2 separate regions of the Triticum aestivum genome follow, and region 1 is linked to region 2. The links are chromatin contacts, called in public Hi-C maps. All regions are on one chromosome and are shown on one strand. The core of a region is the stretch at or near the end of the contact, and the rest is flanking DNA. Distances in the headings are between cores, read along the strand shown.

Region 1 (7,220 bases), core at 4,342-6,841, 530 kb before region 2:
ATTTAGGGTTGTGTTTTGGATTTGAAGGTTCAAATCGATTGACTCATATTAACTATGAACTGGTATATGATTAAGTTAAGTGTTGAGTTCAATTTTGTGGTATGTCATTAGAACTACGAGCTGTTGTTTAATACTATGTGTTGAGTTCAATTATGTCATCTGCCATTTGAAAAGGATAGATGTGTTGGGTCTCACATGGCAGTGGCCAATGTGATCGAGCTAGGTCTAGGTCCCACGCATCAATGAGTGGGCTCGCAGGGGCAGAACAGTCAATCCAACATCGCACTAATGGTCAAACGGCTTTGACAGGACGAAATCATGATAAAAGAGCAAAAGAGAAGAGTGAGCACCGAATAATGGCAAGAATGTCATTCTCTCTAAAAAAAGGCAAGAATTGTAAATATTTTCTTCTTAGACGGCCCTCACATTGCTCATGCTCTAAATAGGCTTCTTAATTGTATTGCAGTGTTTCTTGTTTGATGGAAGCTCAGGGTCTTGTCTCATTGATTTATATCTTGTTTTCGAAAACTAACAGAAAAGTTGCCAGTTGTAGCAAACCCCTTCTATGAGGCCCAACAACTACTCCAATCTGGCTATTGGAGTAGTAAAACCCCATCTCATATTGTGCAAGAAGCTAAAGAGCTCGGTCATTGATTCCCAGATATCCATCCCTTCTCTCACTCGAGAAGATCAAGTTACGCACGCAGTGCATTTCATTATCCATCTTGCATGTTAACTCTTCGATCTCCAAAGATAGTATAAAAATCCCAGAGTAATCAATATAGTCCTTTTATTCCCAAAAGAGATCCATGTGCACCGATAAATGCATGATCTGCAACATGTCCGGAAAATATATGAACTGGCTGTAGGAAATATCGACCTTCTCCAATGAAGTTAATTCCGCCAAATAAGTTCAGATACGGGGTGGATATGTTTACATTTGACACCCGGTTTCTGAAGGTCGCAAAATCTCCTCACATCGTCAAAACAAATGAATACTCGTTCATGCATGGCGCGTAATTATTCTAGGATATCAATGCGTGCATTTCTGATGGACCGGATTTGTTTCACCAATTCATAGTGGATTGAAACCTTGTTCCTCACCCCATCTCCTATAAATACACTCGTCCCGTCGATGGGTGGAGCATAGCATACTCGCTGATCACTCCATTGCACGCACAACGCGGTAGTACAATACAATACAACGGTAGGACCTAATTGGAAAGAAACTAGCTAGCTAGTTAACGCCGAGGACGACGAAGATGGTGGGTAGCGCTAGGGTGCTGCTCGTAGCCGCCGTGGTAGGGTTTTTGGCAACTACGGCGTGCGGAGCCGCCCAGCGGGACTATGCCGCCGCGCTCACCAAGTCGCTGCTCTACTTCGAGGCGCAGCGCTCCGGCAGGCTGCCGCCGACCCAGCGCGTCCAGTGGCGCGGCAACTCGGCCCTCAAGGACGGCGCCGACCACGGGGTAAGCACGTCGGCGATGCATGCATGTGTGGTACGTTGTACATGTTTGGTTCGTGCGTGATGCTGACATGCTTGATCGATCGACGTGCAGGTGGATCTCACCGGCGGCTACTACGACTCCGGCGACAACGTCAAGTTCGGGTTCCCCATGGCGTTCACGGTGACCATGCTCTCGTGGAGCGTGGTGGAGCACCGGGGCCGGCTGGCCGCGGCGGGGGAGCTGGGCCACGCGCTCCAGGCAGTGCGGTGGGGCGCCGACTACCTGGCCAAGGCGCATGCCCGCCCCGATGTGCTCTACGTGAACGTCGGCGACGGCCACTCAGACCACGCTTGCTGGGAGCGGCCGGAGGACATGGACACGCCCCGGAGGGCCTACATGGTGACCGCCATCCACCCGGGCTCCGACGTTGCCGCGGAGACGGCGGCGGCGCTGGCCGCGGCCTCCGTCGCGTTCACGGGGCCGCACGGCGACCCCCGGTATGCGTCGACGCTTCTGAAGCACGCGAAACAGGTGCGTATTTTTACTTGCTTACATGCGAGAGACCGGTGCATGTTTTGAGTTTTGGCACACGTATGCACATTGCATTGCATGCACAGCACACAGATTACACAATGGATGGTCAAAAAACCATTGGTGTAGATAAAAAAATAGAGCGGCGCACATATTAATTTGCCCTTTTAATTGTGCAATTATATGCATGCACATCACAAATTGGACGGTTTCTATGGCAACAATCAATTTGAAAATAATGTGAGGGAATTTACTTAGCAAACCATTTCATAGAGTCGTGGTCATATATTGGCTAAAAATGGATGTGAAATTAATCATTGCTAGAAAACTGAAGGTGGACTTGTATATGTGCACACAGACAGACGAAACTGTATCAGCTAATTTCTTGAGTCACTTGCTTCTGCAGTTGTTTCAGTTCGCCAAGAACCACCGTGGCCTCTACCAGAGCAGCATTCCATCGGCCAGAAGTTTCTACAGTAGCAGCGGCGACGAGGTAGCACATCACTAATTGATGTCACAATAATGAACAGAAAAATAGCATTATTGTTATTGTAAAGCAAACACTGAAACTTGTTCGGAACAGGACGAGCTGCTGTGGGCAGCTGTATGGCTCTACATCGCCACCGGCCACCAGGAGTACAAGGCCTATATCGCCGGCGCCAACAACCTCGGCGGGGTGCGGCAGTCGTTATCCTGGGACGACAAGTTCGTCGGAGCCCAGGCACTGGTCGCCAAGGTAAATGTACCAGATGATCCTAGTATTGGTCTGATGAAGAGACATCAACTTTTATCTTCAGGAACTGATGACTATACCGGCCATACTGCAGCTCATCCTCCAAGGGAAGCTGCCCAACAACGGCCGCCACGCCGAGATGAGGAGCAACGTGGAGAGCTTCCTCTGCAACGTCGTTCAGCACGGTGACGGCCGCAGCGGGCGGCTCACCCCGGGCGGCATGCTCTACCTGCAGCCCTGGTCTAACCTGCAGGACGTCACGACGGCAATGTTCGTCCTCGTCACGCACGCCGACCACCTGGCGGCGGCGAGGGCTTCCCTGCAGTGCGGCGGCGTGAGGCTGCCGCCGGCGCAGCTCGTCTCGTTCGCGCGGTCACAGGTGGACTACATCCTTGGCAAGAACCCAATGAAGATGAGCTACATGGTTGGGGTTGGAAAGAGGTACCCGTTGCAGCCGCACCACCGCGGCGCGTCGCTGCCATCCATCAGGAACAACCCAGGGAAGATCTCCTGCGGCAAGGGAGCCCAGTACTTCCACAGGTCTGCGCCTAACTTGAATGTGATCGACGGCGCCATCGTCGGAGGGCCTGACAACAACGACCATTACGACGATTCTCGGGGAAATTACCAGCAAGGCGAGCCATCGACCTACACTGTCGCGCCCATCGTCGGAGTTCTTGCTAGGCTTCTGCATAACTGATGTTCCTGTTTTCAGTCGAGAGATGTGCAATGGCAATGCCGTCCTTGTAATTTAGGCAGATATAACTTAGCCAATAAAAGACTTATACCGACAACAACACAGGCATTGTTTCCTTCCAAACTTTGAAAAGAACTTCAACATCACGATAGTCCAACATGACATTTTATTCCCTTCCAAATTTTGAAAGAAACTTCAACATGTAGATCTTAAGAGATCTTGTTTACACTAAGAGGTAGAGGCTTCAAGAGCAGGTAGACATTCCCTTATCACCTCTGCAGCTTGCTCCAGCTCCTTCTCCGACACGATGAGCGCAGGCACAAGCCTCACCACATTGCCTTTCCCGGCCGTCAGCAAAAAGACACCAGCATTCAAGCATGCATCGACCAAAGGCCCAGCCGGTACGTCGAGCTCGATGCCAACAATGAGACCGGCCCCCCGGATCTCTTTGACATGAGGGTTTCCACTCAGCTTAGTTTTGAGCAGCTGCTTGAAATATTCTCCTTTCTTGGTCACCTCTGCTAGAAAGCCAGGTTTCTGGATCTTGTCCAATGTGGCTAATGCAGCATGGCACACAAAAGGGCCTCCGCCGAATGTGGTTCCATGGTCACCATAGTTTATGGCTGCAGCAACCTTTTCCGTGACCAAGGCCACGCCAATGGGAAGGCCATTTGCCAGTGGCTTCGCCAAGGTCATTATGTCAGGTACTACACCATAAACCTCATGAGCCCAGAGGTAACCTGTGCGCCCCAGACCACATTGCACCTGCGTTTCAGACAGTAGATTAGATGTCTCCACTTTTCAAATTGACAGAAGTTGAACTTCACAGTGCAATCCTAAATCCCTACTGTTGAATTGCGTATTTGCATTTTGGTTATTTCAAATATGAAAATGCAGGCTCTCATGGAAGATCCCTTCATGGGGACAATGATCAGAAAGTTGTCCCAGTCTCCCAGAATTAGGAAGCAATAGGGAATACATTCCCTGTCGAACCACTGATGAATCTCCAGAACAGAGAATACTTTTCTCTCCCTATACTAGAAATTCAGAAATTGTGTAGTTGCCACCAATTACTTCTATGTGATCGACAACAGAGATAAGTATTAGTGAAGGCAAGCTGAATCATACCTCATCGAAGACCAAGAGAGCCCCTGCCTCATCACAAGCATCCCGCAGTCCCTGCAAGAACTCCTTGGTGGCACTGTGAATCCCACCCTCACCCTGCACGGGCTCGACAAACACAGCAGCAATCTTCCCCGACTGTATCACCTTCTTGGCCTCCTCCAAATTGCCATACTCGACAAATGTTGAGCCGGGCATGACGGGTTCAAAGGGCTCCCTGTACTGCACCTTGCTGGTCAGCGCGAGCGAGCCAATGGTCCGGCCATGGAAGCAGTTGGTGAAGGACATGAACTCCGTAGGCGCGTCACCGTTGGGGTGCGCGACCCTCTGGTACTTCCTGGCGAATTTGATGGCCGCCTCATTGGCCTCAGTGCCGGAGTTGGCAAAGAAGGCGCGGTCAGCAAAGGAGGCCTCCACGAGCCGCTTGGCGAGCTCCACCTGCGCGTTCAAGAAATGTTAGTCAGTTGAGACGGAGAGGCCATGCGGGAAGATGGACCGGGCAAGCAAAGCGTCGAACACGTTGCCGACATTGTGGAATGGGTTTGGGTTGGGGTTGGGGTTGGGGTTGGTGAGGAGCAGGGGAGGCGTACCTGGGGCACGGTGTAGCCGACGTTGCTGGCGTGGACCAGGCGTCCACGCTGGTCCGCGGCGGCGGCATCCACGTCGGGGTCGCCGTGGCCGAGGGCGTTGACGGCGATGCCGGCGGCCATGTCGAGGTACTCGCGCCCGTCGATGTCGTAGAGCTTGCAGCCGCGCCCCGCCACGAAGACGACCTGGGCGCGCTTGTAGGTGCCGACGATGTACTTGGCCTCGTCCGCCATGACGGCCCGGCTCGCCGCGGACAGCTCCCGCCGCGCCGACGCCGCCGCCGCGGGGGTGGTCGGCGCGGGCGCCGGGATCGCGAGGCAGGCGGAGACGCGCGCCCGCCGGGACGACGGGAGCCTCGCGGCGGCCGCGGCCGGCTTGACGGGCGCGACGGCGAGGAAGGATTGGAGCGAGTTCATGGCGACGGATTCGGGGTGGGCGAGAGAGTGGAGGGGTTTCGGAGTTAAATACGGATTGGGGTCGGGGTTGGATGAAGTTTTTTGAAAAAAAATCTGGTCACGCTTTCTGGTTTCGTGGCGGCTACTGTTTTTGTTGTCCATCAACTACCGCGTGCGGCGTGCTGCCTTCTCTTACCGTGGACTTTCGTCTTGGACTTCTTTTGCTTTCTGTCACTGTAGTATATATGCGTGCCTAGCTGAATTCCACGATGTGTCTAGCCTGTTGGTGTGAGAACACGGGCTTTTATATCCTGAAAAAGAAAGGACAAAGAAAACACAAAGTTTATCCTTTTTTGCTTTACATAATGTGAAGTAGTACATAATTGTACAACCCTATCATGGATATTTGCTAAATATTTTGTCCGTGCTCTGATATTCTCGGAGTGATACATTTCTTATACAAAACCTGGAAGTTTTGGATCTTGATTCATTCATTAAATTTAACCGTACTATATGATATATCATGCAGTTATACCAGAGATTGAAAAAGGCAGCTTACTACTAGCATTGCAATTACACGAAATGAAAAAAAGAGCATGCAATTTCAACTCTATAGCATATCTAGAAGGTCCAGATTACATTTTAGCCAATTTCTTCACAGCAGCGCTATTCACGTATAACAGCTATTTCAACACTAAACAAGATAACGTTTGTAGTGTTTTCTGTGTATCACACAACAGCCCATCAGGCATTGCCGCATTAGCCCAACTCGCTCTCACTCTCTTAGATGCAACACATACAAAAGCCCCTACAACAATGCATACAGCCTAACAGATCCAACTACTCACCAGTTTTCCACCAGCTCGTGACCGAGGGCGGAAACGGTGTTTCTTGACCGGTAATGGTGGAGTTGTGACTCATGAGAGATAGTTGTAGAGGCGGTTCATGAGTGGCAATGGCTTCTCTTCATCCCATATCCAATGGAGGGGTCGGCCATGCCTCCAACTCTAACAATTAAGAGTCCATGTCAACCATGCCAACGGTGCCAGCAAGTCGACCGCCACATTAAAGCAACCTCTCTTCATCCTATCTCCAAGTAGCAGCGTCGGTCTTATTCTATTTCCTCCCAAAGTATCCATCCTTGCAAATTATGCAAGCCTTAAATTTGGTGTTATATTAAAAAAAAATATCCAAAAAGCTATTTTCAAATATAGCACACTATTAGCATGCTATAACTTTTATAGCATCTGGAGAAGGGCGGCGCTAAATTTTGTACCATGCTATTTTTTACATTGATTTAATGTAGTGGATGTCGGTGTCAAAACCGCCGATCTCAGGTAGGGGTCCCGAACTGTGCGTCTGAGGATCGAGGGTAACAGGAGACAAGGGGGACACGATGTTTACCCAGGTTCGGGCCCTCTTAATGGAGGTAAAACCCTACGTCCTGCTTGATTATATTTGATGAGTATAGGGGTTACAAGAGTTGATCTACCTCGAGATCGTCATGACTAAACCCTAGATGTCTAGCCTATATGATTTGTCTTAGCCTCTACAGATTAAACCCTCCAGTTTATATAGACACGGAGGGGCCTGGGGTTGTACAGAGTCGGTTTACAGAGAAGAAATTATACATCCGAATGCTAGGCTTGCCATCCACGCAAAGGAGAGTCCCATCCGGACACGGGGGAAAGCCTCTATCTTGTATC
Region 2 (6,857 bases), core at 132-2,631:
GGTCTCTGTTGCAAAAAAATCTGCAGCATAATCTATGTTGCAAAAGTTGGGATGCCCGTCAACGGCTTGATGACGCTAGATCTGGCGGCTAGCGACCCAGCCAATCTTTGAAAAAGATCAGCCGGCGGACACGTAGCATGCCCCATTAATTATAGCATATCTAAGCTTAGAGAGACTTTTTCTGTCATTTAGGACAATCATTTCTAAGCTTACTTTTTTCACGTATAGCATATTAACAAGTACTATATCAGTTTTTGTTGCTCTATGCACAAATTGCAATTTTACTACTTCCAGCATTATATGAGTGCACGAGCGGCGCCATTCGCCAACAAGATAACACAATGTATTCCCTATTCAGTTCCTAGTCTAGTATAACTATGCTAACCAGTACCATGTGACCCGTTGGTTGAACAAGGGCAGAGCTTCATCTGCTAACTAGGCAAAGTAAAGGTCACTTCAATGCATCGGCCCTCTTATATTCCTACAAGTGCAAACTACTAGCAAGCATCACAAAGTTCGTCACTACAAGGCACTGATTCATGTGAGAAAACTCCACCACTCTAGGGGCGACTGAACAGTGAATACTAAATCCCCAATTGCAGCGCTAAACAGTAAGCTGGGCAGTAAGAATCGGCCGTTCCAACCATAGAACTACGTTCCACTTCCAACAGTAAGTAGCATTAGGGAAGTAGCACCATCTGTGGAAGCTTCTCACCTCCAGTTCTCCTTGGGCTTGCAGCCGGACGCGAGGTAGGCGACGAGGTCCTCCTTGGTGAGCGGCTCCGTCAACTTGGCCGCCTCCTCAGTGGGGGGGCTGGCCGCCACGGCCCCGCCGCGCCGCCTCCCCCTCCTCCCGGCCGCGGGGAGCCCGACCACCGCGAACCCCTGACGCCCCTTCCTCCCGCCCGCCGCGCCGCCGTCCGGCTGGACCACCCGCGCCACCGCCAGGCGCGACGCGACCGCCATCACGCCCAACCCGCCGAAACAGAAACCTGAGACACGGAAAAATCCGCAAAACCAACAAAAAGTTCAGCGCGAATTGCGGGAATCCGACACGATGTCGCCATCGAACCCCCGCCCAACCCACCTACGGAGAATCAATCCGATTCTATCTGCGATTCGCCGCGCGAGGAGACGGAGACGCGCGCGCCGCCGTCCGCCGCTGCTGCTTGAGAGTCCGGAACGGAGGGGAGTGTGGGGGGTGGGATGGGGGCGGCGTCGGCGTGGTTATAAAGCGGTGGGGTGGGGCCCACGCATCAGCGGCGCGCAGGGTCGTGGGGAGGCGGGTCGCGGCCGCGTCAGCAGCGACGACGCCTTGAAGTGCGCGATGCTGCTGCTGCGCGCGTCATCCAATCCGCTCCTCCCTCCGCGGGTGCAGCTGGTGAGTGAAGAGAGTAGGGGCCGCCGGGGCTGCGGGGGTGATTTGGACAGCTGGTGATTTGCTAGTCCTTCCTTTTCGGTGGTGGGGGCGCTGGCGCTAATGATTATGGCTTGTTAATTGCTGAATTAAGCTTCGCCGATGGTTCTTGTACGGTGCCTCGTGACGTCGGCGGTGAGGTAGGACGCTGGGTAGGCACGGCGGCGCCAGGATTTTTCATGCATGGTGATGGTGTTTTGCACGCTGGTTCGTCTTGGTGCCTCGCTCTCAAAACGACATCCAGAGCACACGTTTCACCCTCGGGTTGCGGTTCAAGACAAGATGAAAACGGAGCAAAAATGTCGAGAGGAGATGTCAGGTGCTACCATGTCCTGTACTCCGGAAATACTTATCGTATAAATGGATACAAATGGATGTATTTAGAACTAAAATACATCTAGATACATTCATTCCTTGGACAAGTATTTTCAGACGGAGGAAGTACATTTAAACGATCATGGATCGGAATGAACCTTGCCCGTCTTCAAGGGCAGGTTCGCCCTGGATCATCGTGGCTTTCCGGACTGTACCGTTGCGAGCATCAGTGCACGTGCGCTTATGCTACTAGTGTTTTCTTTTTAACTTTGGGCGACTTTACTCAATTTTTTTTATTGCATCTTTTTGAGCGGGGACTCTACTCAACTATAACAGGGTCTTTTACAATGGTAGTATGAACAAGGAAGTCGGAAGCTGATCATGCCATAACTTGAAAGTAGTTTTGTTCATAAAGCAAATGTCGAGCTAGCTCATGCGCAACGCCATTCGCTTCACGACTAGTCGACCACAATGCTCGATCATCGCCCTGCCGAAGGAACTCAACAGCTCTCGGCAATCATTGCTCCCAAAGCTCTATATTTTGAACAATTCGTCACAGCCTAAACTATTTCCTTAGTCACTTTATACCATCATGTATGGACACCCGAATCATAAAGAGCTGTCAAATTCTACTTCTCCCTCGATGATCTTTGACGCTGAAAAGATGGTTTTGATGATTTATAGTTTGTTTTCTATTTTGTCAACTCTTATGGAGCACATATCACCAAACCCTAAATCTTTAGGGCTTTGTGTGACAAAAAAACCCTAACGTGGAGAGGCATAGGAGGGAGTAGGCATGGCGGTGGGGCAGCATCGATATGGTTATTAAGTGGTGGTTGCAGGCCCGAGTGCCAACGCCACGTACGGAAGAATGACGACATCACAGTTCCGCCAGTTACTGACGTCTAGAATGATGACATTACAGTTGCATCAGTTACCGATGTCTAGAATGATGACATCACAGTTGCGTCAGTTACCGACGTCTAGAATGACGACATCGCAGTTGCATCAGTTACCGACGTCTAGAATGACGACATCACAGTTGCTTCAGTTACCGACATCTAGAATGATGACATCATAGTTGCGTCAGTATCGACGTCTTGAATGATGACATCATAGTTGCATCAGTATCGAAGTCTTGGAGTGTGTTGTGTTTTTTGTCGATGTTGTTCCCGTCATTAAATCAGTTTCGCCACCGCAGTTGTCGGAGAGGAGAGAGGGTGTACCATGATCTGACTGCTGATTATATTTTAAATTTTCTATTTATACATGTATTTCCTTCTTTTCCTTTTTAAATTAATCTTTATAAGTGAGTGGGGTTAGTGTCACTAATGATTATGTCTTGTTAATTGCAAAACTTAAGCCACTTTGATAACTATGTACACCCACAATATGTCATGACGTGCACAATGAGGTCGCGAAACCACTAGAGCTTGGGTGACGTATTATGGAAAGTTTACTTTCTGCCAAAAAACAAAGAAAAATCGTAGGTTTTGGAGACTTCGAGGTTCCCTGAAAATGACATATAGAATCGCATGTTTTAAAAGAAACAGGCAGTTTTTCTTTTCTCAGGACGACATTATTTCGGAGCTCCTTGCAGAGCTGCGTGAAGACGATGAGTGAAGACGACGAGAGAAAAAAGAAGAGCAACAAAACCAGAATAAAAGGGAGCAACAAACTAGATTTTGCAGCAGACGCAGCGGTTGGAGAGAAGCACATTGGCATGACCAAGTATGCGAGTGAACCCACCCCATTTCCACGGGCAGGTTCAGTCGCTGGTGGTGCCTGGTTGATTGGTCCTTCAGTGCCGTACTACTAGAGCATCGAAGCATGTGGCTTATGGTACTTGTTTAGTTAGCTTCTTCCCTCTGTTTCTTTCTCCTTCTCGCTGGACGGTCTACGTGCAAAACAATTGTACTCCAGACACAATAGCCTTGCCACGTGTGAACACTGCACGACGTAATTGCGGGGTTCACAAATCCAGAACCACGCCAATGAGCCCATTAGGGCATACAATGTGCTATTTTAGAAGTGACACGTAAGATAAAAGATGAGGTAGAGGAGAGAGCTTGTAAGAAAAAGCTTGTCTTCTCTTATTTAAGAGAAGACAAGAGATGATCTCTTAGCATAATATGTCTCACCATATTTTTAGGAATAGCTAGTTATCGAAGATAAGACTAAGAAATGACCCATTGTAGACATCTTTTTTTATCATCTCTAAAATACATGCAAGACTTAAGATAAGACTATCTTATCAACCATTGTGCATACCCTTAGAAGTAATCCGTACTCCTCACATTCTGGCCCACAGGCCGAACATGCGGGTGCTCCTATTTAGCGGTGAGGCGCTGGCAAACGGGAGCTCTTTTTTTAGGACAAAGCTAAGATTTATTGATGATAATCCACATGGAATGGGATACATGTCGGATCATGAGGATTGACCAATCAAATGTGGCGCTTTGGACCAAGAGTAAGCGAATGCTTAGCTAGACTATGAGCCTCACCATTAACGGTGTGACTTTCAACAATAAAATTACAACTAAAACTAGAAGCTCGAAGTTTGATTTCTGTAATCACCGAACCATAGGGCATTGGCTACCTTTTTTTATGTCACTGACCACCTGCTTGCAATCAAATGAGATGATGAAGTTGCTTGGGAGGCAATCTTCTGGTAACGCAAGGCCCTCTCTGCACGCGACTGCTTCCAATGTGGCTGGGTCCACTAGTCCCACTATTACCAAAGCTGAGCTACCCAAGTAATTGTCGGCATCGTCCTGACAAACTACAATAGCAAATCCACCGCAGTCTCGGAGCACAGCGCCATCAACGTGAATTTTTGCATGTCCCACAGGTGGAGCCAAGGGTCTTGCATGTGATGCTCCAGTCGGCGGGGGGGCTCTCTGTTAAATCGGCTGAGGTTGTATATGAATCAACTCAAGCTACCTGATGAACATGTTCACAAACATGTGGGTAGCTTGTGGACTCTGTGAAATCGCTTCATGGTAAATTTCCGCCTCGCCGTCCATATAGCCCAAAGGCAGACCGCCATGTGAATAAACTTGTGGTGAGGCAGGCCAGCCATGAGTGCAAAAATCCACTGTTTTTCATTTGGTTCCATTCTCGTAATCATCTGCTCCACGATATCTCCCTCTTCCAAGGCCCAGACGCATCTTGACGATGAACACTCGAGAAGCGAGTGTCTCCACGAATCTTGTGAGCCACACAAACCACAAGAGCTTGTGGTGGACATATTTGCGGTGGTGCTCTCACATCTTCGTCGGGTAGAGACTATTTTACAAGGCGCCAGAAAAACATTCTAATCTTAGCTGGATCATGAGTACTCCAGAGAAGCTTCCATGATTTCTCCTCAGTGTGTGAGCTTGAAGGTCCTGCGGCACCCTCTAGCCAGGCCTCCCACTGGTTCCTAGTGGCTACCAACATCCTATAGGCAGAACGAACCGAGAAGCTTCCGTTTAGTTCAAAATGCCAAGTCCCAATAGTCATCAAAATTGTGAGTGCATATGGGAATCGCCAAGATAGCCGGAACGTCCATCAGCATGAATGTATGCTCGATCTTCTGCTTGTCCCAGGAGGCCATTGCAAGATCAAAATAATCCGACGCCGGCCTTGGCGGGGTCGCAACTTTACTGCCGTGGGATCGAAGCATTTCATCTCTAGGTATCCAATTGTCCAGCCAGACATCAATAGAGTTCCCATTACCAATATGCTTAATAAGTCCAAGCCTCAATACTTCCACTCCTTCCATTATAGCTCTCCAAATTTGGCTTGGGTGGGAACCAACCCGAGCATGCAATATCATTGACGTTGGGAGTAAACGCTCTTAAGGATACGAGCACTCAGAGAATATGGTTGTTGTAAAATCCTCCATCCCTGCTTTGCAAGCATCGCAAGGTTAAACGGCTCAAAATCCTTGAAACCAAGTCCGCCCATAGCTTTTGGTTGTGTCATAGACTTCCACGATGCCCAGCTAGGTTTCCGATCACCATCCTTACTGCCCCACCAAAACTTCCTTATGAGCATGTTAAGGTGTTCACAAAACCCCCGGGGAAGCTTGAAGCAAGTCATAGAGAAAACAGGTATAGCTTGCGCCACAAATTTAATCAATACCTCCTTGCCCGCAGTTAGTCCTGGCCATGGGCAGCCCGGCCCGACCTGGCCCGAAAAAGCCCGACCCGGCCCGGCCCGACGCCGCTCCCGAGCCGGGCTCGGGCCCATCGTTTTCACGTTTTCCTGAAGGGCGGGCCGACCCGAAGCCCGACGGGCTTTTATGTGTTCGGGCCGGGCTCAGGCCCAGAAAATAGGCCCGACGGCCGGGCTCGGGCCTGGGTTTTTTGCGTCGGGCTTGGCTAGGCCCGGCCCGAAGCCCGGCCCGGCCCGAGGTATGGCCAGGTATACCCGTAGTAGACAGAGTTTTCTCAATACATCCCTGAATTTTGCTCCACAATCTATCTTTCAAAAATTTGAAAGCTCTGTTTTTGGAAGATCCCACATCCGAAGGCATGCCAAGACATTTCTCATTTAGAGTTTCATTTGGAACTTGGAGCACTCCTTTAATATCAGTGCGGACACTTTCAGGAACTCCTTTGCTAAAAAAAAGATAGACGCTTTTTCCATAGTTGATTTGTTGTCCCGTGGTTTGACAATAAATATCCAACACATGTTGACCTCATTTGCTCCCACACTATTAGCCCTGAAAAACAACGGGTTGTCACTGCAAAAAGAAGAGATTCACATGCGGCGTCGAGGGTGCCACCTGTAGGCCATGAAGTTGTGATGACTCGTCTCAAGATTTTAACAGGCACGAAAGACCCTCTGCTGTTAACAAGAACAAGTATGGGGAAATTGGGTCCCCCTATCGGATGCCTTGTGAAGGAATAAATTGTTATAGCTTCTTACCATTGAACATCACTTAAAATTTCACCGAAGTGACCATGCCCATAAAAATGTCCACCCACCTCTGGGTGAGGCCCAATTTAATCATAATGGCACGAAGGTATGACCACTCCACCCCATCATAAGCCTTCATCATGTCCAACTTAAGGGCACAAAACTGGTTTTTTCTTTTCTTTGTTTCTCTTCATGAAATGTAAACATTCATAAGTTG

The links. Hi-C and Micro-C count contacts between places; a contact is called where the count stands out from the background.
Region 1: a contact with region 2 is called in a Hi-C map of leaf, with 5 times the contacts expected there. The contact joins the promoter of LOC123180290 here to the promoter of LOC123180289 in region 2. A contact is called at or near these places in 3 of 5 Hi-C or Micro-C datasets (all in leaf).

The regions. Positions count from the first base shown.
Region 1 is chr1D:59,655,817-59,663,036 of IWGSC CS RefSeq v2.1, reverse strand. It overlaps LOC123180290 (acetylornithine aminotransferase, mitochondrial), which reads right to left and starts at 5,591. Exons shown (of 3, transcript XM_044592286.1): 1 at 5,122-5,591; 2 at 4,538-4,969; 3 at 3,438-4,174. The coding sequence starts at 5,535. The coding sequence ends at 3,638. LOC123180291 (endoglucanase 14) reads left to right here and starts at 1,263. Exons shown (of 5, transcript XM_044592287.1): 1 at 1,263-1,469; 2 at 1,560-1,979; 3 at 2,386-2,472; 4 at 2,563-2,715; 5 at 2,807-3,539. The coding sequence starts at 1,263. The coding sequence ends at 3,412.
Region 2 is chr1D:59,121,231-59,128,087 of IWGSC CS RefSeq v2.1, reverse strand. LOC123180289 (glutamate--cysteine ligase B, chloroplastic) reads right to left here and starts at 1,381. Exons shown (of 16, transcript XM_044592285.1): 1 at 1,088-1,381; 2 at 716-992. The coding sequence starts at 966.